Regions from separate parts of the Drosophila melanogaster genome. Here region 2 is linked to region 1. A link is a contact called in public Hi-C data. All regions are on one chromosome and are shown on one strand. The core of a region is the stretch at or near the end of the contact, and the rest is flanking DNA. Distances in the headings are between cores, read along the strand shown. Region 1 holds the start of Wdr62 (WD repeat domain 62). Region 2 holds the start of erm (earmuff).

Evidence for each region. A called contact is a pair of places that touch in the nucleus more often than the background predicts.
Region 2: a Hi-C map of the Kc167 cell line shows a contact between it and region 1, with 1.7 times the contacts expected there. A contact is called at or near these places in 9 of 107 Hi-C or Micro-C datasets (the Clone 8 cell line, the Kc167 cell line, the Ras3 cell line and 4 more).

The regions. Positions count from the first base shown.
Region 1 is chr2L:1,882,863-1,889,311 of dm6, forward strand. Wdr62 (WD repeat domain 62) reads left to right here and starts at 1,760. Exons shown (of 19, transcript NM_134786.6): 1 at 1,760-2,456. It overlaps CG15358, which reads right to left and starts at 352. Exons shown (of 1, transcript NM_001316377.2): 1 at 1-352. The coding sequence starts at 311.
Region 2 is chr2L:1,967,681-1,974,543 of dm6, forward strand. It overlaps erm (earmuff), which reads right to left and starts at 2,682. Exons shown (of 2, transcript NM_001272960.1): 1 at 2,273-2,682. It overlaps Der-1 (Derlin-1), which reads left to right and starts at 6,277. Exons shown (of 4, transcript NM_001272963.1): 1 at 6,277-6,800. The coding sequence starts at 6,556.

The DNA.
Region 1 (6,449 bases), core at 510-3,009:
CTATCCAGCCTCGCCACGATGTCCTTAGGGAAGCCCTCTTGCAGGACCTTCTGCCTGATGTTCATCGCCGTCTGCAGAGTCTCGATCCTGGCCAGTCTCGCCTCCGTTGCGTTCGCTTGCAGAACACTCGAAGTCCACTCGCCCTCGTGCCTGGCAATGTGATCCAGCATGGGGCTCAGTGCTGTTAAGCAGAACTCGCCACATTGTTGCGGCGCATCCTGCAGCAGGCACACTGACGGCATTGCAGCTGAAGGCGCGTGCGCATTCCAGGCAAAAAGAGCAAGTAACAGCCAAATACTGAGCTTCTGCATATTCCGTATATTCTGTATCCACAAACAATGAGCAGCGAATGCTTTTACCGACACGCTTAAGTAGTGCCCTCAAAATTAGTACGAGGTGATCTACATAATTTGAATATTGATTTAAATTGCATGCATTTGGTTAATTCTGTGCTAATCAATTCAATTCAATAAGAGTGTGTTTTGACACGAAAACCGTTCTTACTCTCTGCATACAGCATTTGGCACATCTTTATGATTAGATAAACAAATATGTAAAATATATTTTTGTTTTTTTTTTTATTAAAACATGTCCCACTGGCAAATTGAGTGATTAGGAGTCTCGCAATTAAAAAAAGACCAACTCAGTTGCAATCTGTGGGTTTGAGCTTTTTATAAACAATTTTGCCACCATCATATTTCGATTTACACCAAGCGAAAAGGTGGAAAATGGCCAGATTCATGGCCATTCATCGAACTCATCTTAAGTTTGGATGGATGCATAGGATTCCAGTGAATAGGAGCTGCATTTAATAGAGCGGAGGCCAGGGCTAGACAGCAGTGAATTGAAGGGGTCTTCCTCAGCCTTGCTCACCAAGATGGATTCAAGTCTGCTCGCGGTGGCATTTAGATTCGCCGCAAGGACATTCAACAGCTTCCAAGCATCCTGATAATGATTCAAGTGCTCCTTCTGCTCGGCCCACGAATCCGCCATCATCTGCAACAGGCTTCTCTCCTGTTCCCAGGATTTGGCGCACTGATCATACAGCGGATGCAATGCTGCCATGCAGAAGGCACCACATTGATTAGGCGCATCGCTCAGGACGCAAACGGACTCGCTGATGGAGTTGGACACTCCGAGAAGGATGCAGAATGCCACGGCCGGGCACAATAAACTGTTTCGCAGCCCAAACATGTTGCGATAAACTCATTCGGCACATGATTTCCGAACTTATTTATACCTTTTTATACGGAACTGATCGAAATGCATATGTAATATATACATATTATGTAGGTATGTGAATTCGAAGCGGAAGATTAATGAAATGTAGTACAGGCTGACTAGAGCAGCACATGCATGAATAAAATAAATATAGTATAGTATATATAATAGTGTAGAATAATTAAATAAAAACAATATATATAAATATATTTTATATTCTGACCAATGGAACTACATCATATCAATTAAAATATAAATTAAATTAGATTATATAATTGAAATATATCAATTAAAAACTGTTTCATTTGTTGTTTTGAAAGTTTCGTAAGGCGCCTCTTACGGCCAAACACTGTACTAGAGATAAGAGACTTTTCATCTACATGTAATTCTACATCATGCATTTTACATTTACTGACATCTCACTATTAGCCTGACCGTATTTTGGCACTCTGGTCACATTAGCATTTCAAATACGACTGGGGATGCCAACTCGTTCTTGAACTGTCACCCCTCTGGTCACACTGAACACATAATTCGATTCTATCGATATCGATTTGCAGCCACCTCTAGTTTGTTTGGGGCATTTGGGGCTCCAAGCGGCAAAGCGCCTCCAAAATTTCGCAGCGTCGGACGTGTTTCGCTCCCCGTTCGCCGTGTCTGTGTGCGTACGCGTGCCTCCGTGTGTGTGTGTATGTGTTTTTTGCCTATGTTTTGCGTTCGCAGCGTGCGGCGTTTGCGAGAAAGAGGCAGATGAACGCGAGAAATACAAATAGTTAATAATTAAAGTCAAGTGGCGCGGCTACTCGCTATTGGGTATTATCTACACGCAGAAACCGAGATTAGATAAAAGGCACAAAAGCAAAAAGGGCAAAGCAAAAGAAAGCTGAAAGAAGAAGAAAGAAGAAGTTCAAAGCCAAAGTCCCTCTGCGCGCGGGTGTGTGTGTGTGTGTTTGTTTTCACGTGTGCGTGTGCCTGTGTGCGACGCTCGCGAAAATCGTCGGTGTGTGCGTGCGTGTGCTTGTTGTTTTTGTCAGTTGTTGTTAGTGCACCTGTCTGCAAATAAAAGCAAGAGACACGGCCAAAACCATAACAACAAACGAAACAGAAGAGCCGACTGCAAGTGAGAGCAGCAAAACGGAAAGAACGGACGCCGGCGAAGAAAGAAAGCAGCAGGAGCCACTCAAAAAAAAAAAAAAATCCAAAAAATCCAGTTTCCAAGGAGTTTCCTCGCTCAGGTGAGTTCCGAATCTGACTGTGACACACTTTTCCTCCGCCCAGCGAATAAGTCCCCTTATCCGGGGGTGGACCACATTCCGCCGAATGCTGCGTGTGTGTCGAAATTTCTGCGACCTAACCTAGACCAGAAAGACCGTTTTCGAAGGCAAACGGGCGGGCGGCGGATTTGGATCCAGAACCACCCCCTTTTGGGGGTGCTTTTCGCTCTCAGCTGGGCTTGGTGTGTACACACTTTGAAGGCCGTCGCATCGAAGTCAACAAATAGTTGGGAGTTCAGGGGACGTTTGTTAGAAGCTGCCCGATTTGGGATGCTCTTGGCAATCATGGTATAACCATCTAGAAATAGAGAGAAAAAATATTTAGTAGATGTCATTTTGCTAATAACATTCTTCGAAATCCAGCCAGACAAACATTTTCCTTGGTTTTCATAGCCAAATAAGCCCACAAATGCGCAGATACAGCCGCAAAACGACTGAACTTGACCCAAACACATGCACTCGCCACTGGGATCCAGCCCCTTAACGCTCTGCTGATCCATATAAATGCGGAGGGGTAGCCCAAGAGTTGCACAAGGCATCCACACATCCCCGGTCCACCGAAGACACCTGTAATCTTCGCCGAAGAGCTCACACGAAATAAATCAGCGCAGCTCGGACACGTTTTGTCTAGAAGCGAGAGAGACGGATGTATTCGGTGGGAGAGAAACGGCAACGGCGGCTCATTAATCACAATGACTAATTCGTGAAGACTTTGCTCATATTACGTATCTTTTTTCTACCGAACTTGTGGTGTTTTCATTTTGAGCCGCCAACAGTGGTCAGTTTAAGCTCATTAATGTTGCCCAAGGGTTAAAAATAAACTGTAGATACGAGAAGCGAAAGAGATGGCGAATGAGGAGTTGTAAGATGATACGAAAGAATCCAATGCGATAAGAAAGTTGTAGAAACTAGTGCATGAATCATCTGAATCTTCGTTATTATAATCTACTGAAAAAGTATATATTTTAAGAATTTGTCAAAAACTCAACGTAAGAACTTAGAAACTACTTCATTACCAATAAGACTGCTGGCCTGAATCTACACTCCCAATAGAGAGTAGCGCCCCGAAACTCGCGATCAAATGTCAAAGCCGCTCAGAAGAATTTGGAAAAGCGAGAGAGAGAGAGAGGGAGAAATAAGAATGGTGAGATCGGCGGTGACAGGTGGATTTTGATTCTATATGCTAGATCTCCGTTTCTTTTTGATTCTTCTCTGCGTTCGGGATCTTCTTCGTTTTCCCATTTTTCCCATTCTGTTTGTTTTCTACCTGTGTGTGATTTTTCTGGACTTTTGTCTTTGAGTTCTGGTTTATTTTTCCCTTTTACTCTGCCTTGCCTTGCTGACTAAGACGTTCGCCGTCTGCGTTTTTACCTGGCGACAGGTGCGCATTGAGTGTTTTTGTAGTCGTTGCTGGCCATCTTTTCTAGTTTTGGAATTCAACTCGTTTCTCCCGCTTGAGCAATTTATCTACAGGCGGTTTACGGGGATCCCGAGCCCGAAGGATTTCCTGCGTTCTTGTTTTTATTTCTCTCACTGCACTTGTGAGTGTGCCAAGGGGCTCACGTATCTCATAGATGCGATATGAAAATCTGAATATTCCAACTGCGTCGGCATTGTCAGGCTCTTCCCCCCCTTGGCATTCCCCCTTTCCACATCCACATCATTTACTCGATGCGTCGTCTTCTTTTATTGCCTTTTGGCCAGTCTTCTGCGTTCTTTTTTATCTCAGCCGCTCTCTTATTGGCTGCATCTTTAAACTGGGCCCATTATATATTATGCCGTATATTCCAACTAATGGCCACGGCTCAATTGGAAGTCTGTGTTGGCCGCAATCAATTGGGAAATAAGGAAAAGGCCAGAAATGCCAGCAAAGGAAGCTGCAAAATGTTGGTTAGTGCATAATCAAAGGAGAATTGTTTGGTATTCTTTGATTGTACAGATTGGCTTTAATTTGATTTTTCATACGGCTAGTACCTTGAACTTTTTAAACTATGTTTATCACAGCTAAGTGCCGATTTTCTACCCATTTTCATCACTTTTCATAAGACAACTCTCCCAGTCTCCCAGAAACAGGTTTTGGCCAGGCCAAAAAGAATTCCCGAGTGCATTCCACAAAATGCAACTGTAAATTTGCAAACGCAACACAACAAGACAAACAAAAAAGAAGGCTCAAAATTATGGCAACCTGGGGGAATGTCTCGACTGAAGTGTGGCCTGCACTTTGGCTCAGAGCTCACCTGTGTGTTCTGCCACCTTTCTGCGCCATCTCCCTTTCGGCCAACATTTTTGGATAATTCGCCGTATGCGTTGCATATCCATTAGGCCGCCAGAAGTCAAGAGTCGCCACCAACAAACGGCAGCAGCACCAGCAGCAGCTAACAAAGGTGCAACATTTTTGCTGCTGCATTTTCCTGGCCTTCCGCCCCCTCCCTCCACTTGTTGCCTTGTTGTTCTGGTTGCAAGTTGCTGCTGTGTCTCTTCCACCTTTTTTCAGAACTCCGCCACATCCATATTCCATGCTCTTCCGAAGGGTATATTGCTCACCGAAAAGTAGTCATCTTTCGACTTACTTGGCAGGGCATTCCAGGTGGGCTAGCTGCACCGCATCCTATTTATTTCTGTTTTGTGTCTGGCCTGCTGGTGCTCTTCAAGTTTATCTCAGCTCTGTGCTTTTTTATTGATATCGTGTAAGTTGCCGGCGCTTCCTGAGGTGGAGACTCGGAGAATATGCTGGCGATGAAGGGTTCGGAACGAATGGGGCAGCCCGGGAGGGCTCTACTCGCACTTGAGTATGGCTGGAATGCAGTTTACTTTGGTGCGGGCCAAGTTAATGGCAAACCCGATTCGATAAGACATGGCTGCTGAGCACACAAGGCCCTCCTCCTTCGCACTCATCTCCATCGGAGTATCGGCGCGAGTACGAGTATTTATGCCCGGAAAACACTCCTCACCACTCCGATCCCGGCTCGATTTCCTTGAAGATTTCCTCTGGCTTTCCCCCTTTCCACGCATTCTTCCACGACCGTTGTTTGAGGTCGTTTCCAATGACTTGAATTGCATTGTATTGTGGCTTAATTAGAATGTGCTGCCGCCTTTAAAACTGTTCGTCTTTTATGTGGGAGTCTTGGGATGGGAACTAGTTTTGGGGGTGGAGCAGCAGCCCTTGGAATCTATGGCAACTAATTTATGCACTGGAAGTGGCAATTATGCCAAGTTTGAAGCAACATTTTCAAATTTATGCTGGGAATTGAAGACAGAATACTGTGCAGCTAGTAGTAGCTTTGTTTAAAATTACTTTTATGGCTATCGATATGACAAGTTAATGCCGCAGGAATGAGACAATTTGAGGCTGTGCAATTTGAGGAACTGCCAACTCATGATCGCGGATCGCATTCCACTTTCCCCGCATCATCCCGTAATCACATCAGTTTATTTACTCAACTAACGAACTATTACGAACAACTTAATCAAGCGAAATTGCGGGATTACAAGTTTAAGCCGTCAGTGATGATTTGGGCTTAGGCCTGCCATACATTGTTGCTCGAGGAGACCCCTTCGTCCTCCCTTGTAGTGCCCCATAGATGCCATAACCCATTAAGTGGGATTGGAACGCGGTCCGCAGTGCCGGCGATTGGCTTTGGCCATGGCTTGTGCCAAGTTTGAAGAGGAAGTATTATGCAGTCGTCCAACCAACAACCGGCCAAAGTTGCTTGTATTTTCAGTGGCATTTTTTAAAGGCTATGTTGCTCCGTTTTTCTTCTTTTTTTTGTTTTTTTGTCTGTGACAGACTGGCAATAAAAAAAAAGACGGAAAAAAGTTGTCTGTCCTCAAACTTGTCGAGCTGGTGGGGGAAAAATGTTTGAGGACCTGCAGGGAGGACTCTTTCGAATGTGTTTCTGAATTGCAACAGCTGCGTTTGCTCGACCTCATCTCTCGACAGATATTACTGCCTTT
Region 2 (6,863 bases), core at 1,432-3,931, 86 kb after region 1:
ACCATCCATTTGCGCCTGGTGGTGGTGGTTCAGATTCTTCCAGCTCTCTGCCACTGTTGCACTTCCAAGTTGATTATGTTGATTTTTTAACCGTTCGTCGCTCGGCTTTTTATTCGGCTGCCGTTCAAGTGTTTGCCCGGGGGTGTGAGGGAAGTTTTTATTAAATATTGATATCGCACGAAGTCAGCGACATGTAAAAGATACATCTGATAAGCTGGCTTAATTCGACGGGTTGCGGGGCAATAGAACGGCGAGTATTTGATTGATAAGTCGGCTTATTCTCATGGAAAAGTGTGTTGTACATTATGAGATTTGCTGATAAAGATATTTCAAATGCAGTTAATAACTTGCTCGGTCATTGCGACTGTTTAAAATGAAGTCTGGCCAGCACATGGATTATATACCGAGTACTAGAGTGCTCTCGCATTTCATTCCCATAAAAGCTACTTTATACTTTACATACTTCTATTGAGAGTAGTGAAGCTGCCAAGTTTCTCGATTCCCAGGCGAGTTGCAAAAAATGACCGCATGAAATGCAAAGTGCTCGGAAAAAAAAGGGGGAACTAATAATAAACAGCAGCGGAGAGCTCTTGAAGTGACAACAAAAGCCAAATATTTACATTAACCAATACACGCCAGCCAGCGAAGTGGAGGACTTCGCGAAGGACTCTCCACCGCAGGACAGCCCGCGAATTCGATTCCTTCAAAGGTAACAAAAGAAAACTTCTCTCACCCGCAAATCTTTGAACGGAACAAATATATATTTGCGCGCCGAACTCGAGCACTTGAGTGGGATGCAGGATTGAAAAGCTGGATGCTGGATGCTGGATTCAGGATACAGGATGCGGAACGGACGAGGGCAAGGACTCTGAGCAAATAAACAATTAAAATGTCACAACGATTGCCGGCGTACCCGTGTCAGGAAATCAAAAAACCAAACCAAATAAAAAGCGAGTGAAGCCACAAAATGGAAAGTAGAAATCGCTGAACGCTTCCCTTATTTCAAAGGACTGCACATTGTGTGCTTTTATTCAAAAGCGCATTTCACGGGGGAAACGCGAGGAGCAACCACGTGGCTCCTTGCCCACTGAGCCGCGAATTGTCGGCGAGGGCGAGAGTCCTGCGACTCCTGCCAAGGCGTTGGCCCAACCCAGCGGCACAAATCCCAATTAAAAATAAAGAAAGCCCGCGTCAGCCAAGCGAAAGTTAAACAGGCCAAAACATCAAGTTAAGTCAAGCTTCTGCACTGGGAGAAAAACGTATTACTTGTAATGTTCTTATGGTATAGATTAAATTTCTAATGTGGTAATGTAAGTAAGTATTCGTCTTTTCACTGAAACTCAACTATGAATTTTGAAAATGTCTTGCTTTAATCTTGATGACTTATGTTTTCCAACGTGTATCACCTCCACCCTCAACAAGGAGCACGTTCTTCCTTCACGCTGGGCGTCTGTGACATTAACAATTGATAGACGACGGCCGACAGACGACCACTGAGCATTTGAACATTTGAACAGTTGAACGTTTGACAGATTGTCGCGCTCAGTTGGCAGCTTGTAAGGACACTTTCCATTTCATTTCACACTCACACACGTCTGAGTCTGATCCTTTGCCACCGCCCGGGGCAACTCACTCGCCGCCTCGAGTGGCCCCGTTTTCCGCGTTCTCCCCCCTTTTCCCCAGCTAGCCAGTGGGCCAAGTGAAAAGTGGCAAGTGGAAAACCAGTCGAGTGGCCGGCTTAGCGGCTAGTTGGCATTTACCAGGCGCCGGCTTAAATATTTTAGTTCTTCTGGTCGCCACTTCGGCTCCCCAGGGATGAACGTCTTCTTGTGAGGACTTGGGGATTTCTTGATGAACAGAAGTTGCTTGGAGCAGTACAAGTAACATTTATTTGACTTAAATAAATAAGTCGGGACTTAAGATATTAGAAAACAATATCATTATAATTGGTTAAAGATTGTAAAGTCAATTATTTTTGTGATATGAATTCTTATTAGGGTGATGAGTTTCATAATCGGGAATAAAGTAAAATATGGTTTTAAAAAGGGTCTGTTACATATATTGTATTGTTATCGTAAATTGTTTATAAACGTTTCTAGGCAGGATTTGCACAACCTTCAAGATGTATATTTCTTCAAACGAAAATGACATCCAATCAATCTGTGCCGAATAAGTAACCAATTAGAAAGCATCCGAAATTGCTAATTTATCTCAACCTTGCGCAAACAGCCATTAAAATACATAGATGGAAGTCAAACAGAGGAAAACTTACCAATGGGTGGGGGAATATTGGCGAAGGCTTTTCCGCACGCACGCTTTATTTGCCAGAATCCAGGCTCCGAGTGTTTACGCACAGCAATTAATATCCTTTTTTGATGTCTTGAGCTTGAGTTAATATTGAGATGAAATTTCTTCGCGGAAATTGAATTGAATTTCCTAAGGTTCCTTGTGTTTCTTTTCGGGTGTTCACTTCAAAGCGTGTTTATTATTTTTGGAACTTTTTTGTGTTCTTCCAATCGGCTTGAGGTGAAATAACTGTTTGTCTTTGGCATTAAATCCTGCACACACGCACATAGACACACACCCGCCAAAGGACGACGAACGGTGAGTTTGCGACCGCGCTTTCAAGACGTCAATTTCGGAATGTAAATATTTGATTTATGCGCCAAAGTAAATTAAGGCGAAAGGCAAAAACGCAACAGCCAAGTTGCGATGTCCTTTGAGCGACATATATATGAAATATGGCGACGGCGAAAGCAACGGTAAATTTGATCAATAAGAGAGCGCGTTCCCCTATCACTATCTCTCTTTCACTCCCACACGCGAAGGGAAATGGCATTGCCGACGGGAAAAGTCAAAAGGGGCAGCAACAACAAGCGTCCGTCGCGCTCTCTCGTTCTCGCCCAACTGACAGCTGGAGAACGGAGAGCCGCAAACGTCATTATCACGTAATGCGTCTCACTCGCACTCATTTTGGGGGTGGGCACTGAGTGGGGTGGGGTGCAAGAGCGAGCTAGACAGAAATGGGGTGCTGGTGTGAGTGAGTGTGTGTGCTATTAACGCCATCATGCTCATCATCTGCTTCTCTCTGCCTCCGCTCTCCCTTTATCCATGCTCTGCAGCTGCTGACTGTCCTTTTACTAAGCGCTACATAACCTCACTCCATCTGCTATTCGTAGCACCCCTCGACACCCCGCTCCCATCACTCGTGTGTACATATTTGCACTGCAATTTGGCATCGTCGCGGGCTGCTCCTCTTGTGATTTGCCTCTTTTTGCGCTCTCATTTACACAGGTGAGTACAGTGGTCGCCTGCATGGGCGAATGTCCTTGATTTCTTGGCGATGAAAAAGGTAGCTTTTAGTGCAATATTTAGATCTATTCTTGTAAGTCGAAGACTCGTTTGTCCATCATTGAGGTCTACTGATGATAGATCTAAGTCTTTAAAGCCACCAAAATAAACATTTTTTAAAGTCTTCTTTTTACGTTCTAAATCGCATAAATTTAATGCTATATAGGATTATATCTTCCATTTAATATAGAAAAATAAAGTCTGATATGAAACATGTATAATTTCGAAGCATCGACATCTTTCTTTTGTAACTTTCCTCACATCACCTACTGTATTTTCTTTTAAGTTGTAGTTTTTGTTGGCTTCCTTTTTGTATTTTCGGGTGCCCCCTCTCACGCTCTCTACGTCTCCCCCCTCCCTCTCCCGCTGGGCCTTTATCGAAATCGGAGGGCAAAGGCAAAAAACAAGCGAGAATCAATACGAAATGCCCTGTGGAATCGCATTTTTGTGCAGTTTCCAGCGCGGGCATGTGAATAATGCTCCGCATCTGAATTTTCTACGGAGTCCATGACAACCAAGCACAAATACCCACATGTGAGGCCATTGTTTCGGTGAAATGGAGATGGAGAGAGAGAGAGGAGAGCGTGGTCCAGGGGAGGGGAAAGAGAGGAGGGCAGGGTGCAAGGGAAAAGGTGAAACCAGTGGGCACCCTGGGAGATTTTTTAATCAAATAATTACAGTAATTAGATGCAAGGCAAACGTCAAAAGCCCGCACGAAATTCCCAGGCGCAGGGAAAAGTCTATGGGAATTCGCAATTGGCAGGCGATCTCGTATTCCCTCTCGTTGTGAACTGAACTGAAAAGGTCCTGATTCTCGGCGAGAACTGTATTTGTTCATTTTGTAGGACCCCGTCATTGATTTCGATGTAAATAGTCATGAATTCGATGGACTTCTGATAGTGTGCGATAGATATAATAGTCAGGAGAAATGTTTAGAATTTCGTTGTGTAAAGAAGACGGAATTATTCAGACAGAACATTTAATAACGACAACTTTTCCATGGGACTTTTCCGCACAGCGCTAAAGAAATCAACTTTATGCATTTTCCACACCTCGAGTGTCTGCAACAATGAAAGCGGAGGAAGGAAAGCGGAGGTATGCTGGCGACGAAGGACGAAGGGAGGAGATATGGCATTCATTACAGCAATTGAAATGGACAAAAGCCAAAATTCAAGGCAGGAAAAAAGACGAGAGCCCAAGTTGAAAAAAGGGATAATAAAATGTTTGCATATAAAATATTAAATAAAAGACGCTGTGAAGCAGCAGCGGAGGAGCCTTTACCTTCTCTACATAGCACGCAACGAAATGAGCGAGCACACTGAAAGAAATAAAGGGGAGTACTCATTTCATATTTGTTCTAATCCTACTAAAGCAACGAATAAAGCGCCTTCAATTGTAACTAGTGAATATAAAGACAGTGAGATATAATACAAAAGAAACTATCATTTATTATTGCTAAGTAATGATTCTTAATAGCTGCTCACCTAATTCAACTATTTGTTTGAGTGCACCTTCGTCGGCGGCAACAACAAAATGACGGAGCCAGGTGGACCGAGAGATCCAGGTGAGCTGCTGCGAGCAAAAGGCCCGGGCAAAAGGCTCAACGGGTGGGTAAATAGAATCCATCTATGTGTGCAGTATGTGTTCGCGCACCGATATGTGTGGGTGCAACTTAATGATGAGCACGAAGCACCGTTAGTGGGCGTATCAAATGGCAGGAAGCAGCGCAGTCGGCGCACAAAATGGCAGCGCATGCGTCGCACTGCTCTAGCATCCATCTTTTCGCATGGCCAATCGGTGGGTGTGTCCTCGCTCACTCACACAGGCACACACACACGCACAGTTGATTAGCCTCGACATTTTGTTACTGTTGCTCTCTCGCTGTCGCTGCATCTCTTTCGCTCCCGCTGGAAATTCAACAGGCACCCACACCAACTGTTGCCAGCTCACTCACTCCAACAGAACGACCATTCGAATGCATCGGCACTCAAAAAATATGAACTTTACTTATCGCTCAAAAACCGGCTTTTACTTTCGTTACCAAAAGTCCACCAGAAAAAAAAATTGTCTCTAAATTTTGAGACTCAATAATCTGCTTTGTGACAGTGGGGAATATTGTCCAAAATTAATCAGCACAGCGGAGTTCACTCGAAAATGCAGGATATTGGAAAAGCGCATGATTTCCAAGTTGATTAATTTCGCACCACTGCATGGCAATGTGTGTGCGTTCGTGTGTGCGTGTGAGAGAGTGAGTGCCATGGCACACGCTTCTTACCTGTCAAAAATTCCCGCATTTTTCGTTGGCTAACAAAGGCATTGCCACAAAGATACCACAAAAAGTTGCCAAAAAATACGTAACAAAATTTCCGCTATTTATTTGTGTGCTCTCGCCTGTTATGAATTAAGTGTCCTGCATGTGTGTGCGTTTCTGTCCGCTTTGTTGTTGGCCATCGCTTTGTCAGTCCTCGAAAATGTTACCTCACAAAATCACAAATTGCGGGATCAAAGGTGAAGGAGAGCGGAAGGGGCACACCGAAATAATAATGAAAATAACTTAAATCCATCAATGAGGCTGCATTTATTGACAACAAAGCAAAAAAGATGTTAAGTTTTAATGAACTGCAGTCGAAAATGGATGTTGCTTCAAATATTGCAGGGTTCCTTATAAATATTGTACAATAGATCATAAAGGATCGCATGATATTAAACGAGCATTGTGTTACCGTAATTGACTTTGTTTCTAGGAAAGTTCGGTTTTATATAAAATCAAAATGACTTGAGTTCTTTAAGAACATGTAAAAACATTTTAAACCTTATTTTTCGATATTAGTTTGATTCCTGGATATTGTAGAAAATTCTTTTTTTCTAACTTATTAATGTCAAACTCATACATAATAACAAACAACTTCATAATACCCAGTAATACTTAGAATTTCGAGACCATAAATAAAGTTTTATAAAAATTTCGAATTTATTTCAAAAGATGTTAAAAATTCAAATGCAAGAGACATTCACTGGCAAGCGCGTTCATGGCCGTTAAACCCAGCCGATAGGCACGACCCTTGCCATTCGCCCCGAGCCGGAGTCAAGTGCCATCACCAAAAAGACACGTAAAGCAACAAAAATAGAGAAAATCACTCCGCACAAAAGCAGCGAATTAATGAATTAAACAGGACACCAAAGCATACACGAGAAGTACACACAATGGACGCTGGCGTGTGGTACCGCTCGCTGCCCCGCTTCACCCGCTACTGGCTGACGGCCACCGTGGTGTTGAGCATGCTCTGCCGCTTCGATGTGATACCCCTTCATTGGCTGCATCTGGACCGATCGGCCGTTTTCAGCAAGCTGCAGCTCTGGCGCTGCATGACGTCACTGTTCGTCTTTCCCATCTCGTCGAACACGGCCTTCCACTTCCTCATCAACTGCTTCTTCATCGTTCAGTACAGGTGAGTAGTCGGCCAGCCTGGCGCAGCACAGCAACTGGTTCGTTACGTTAGGATTCCTTAGGA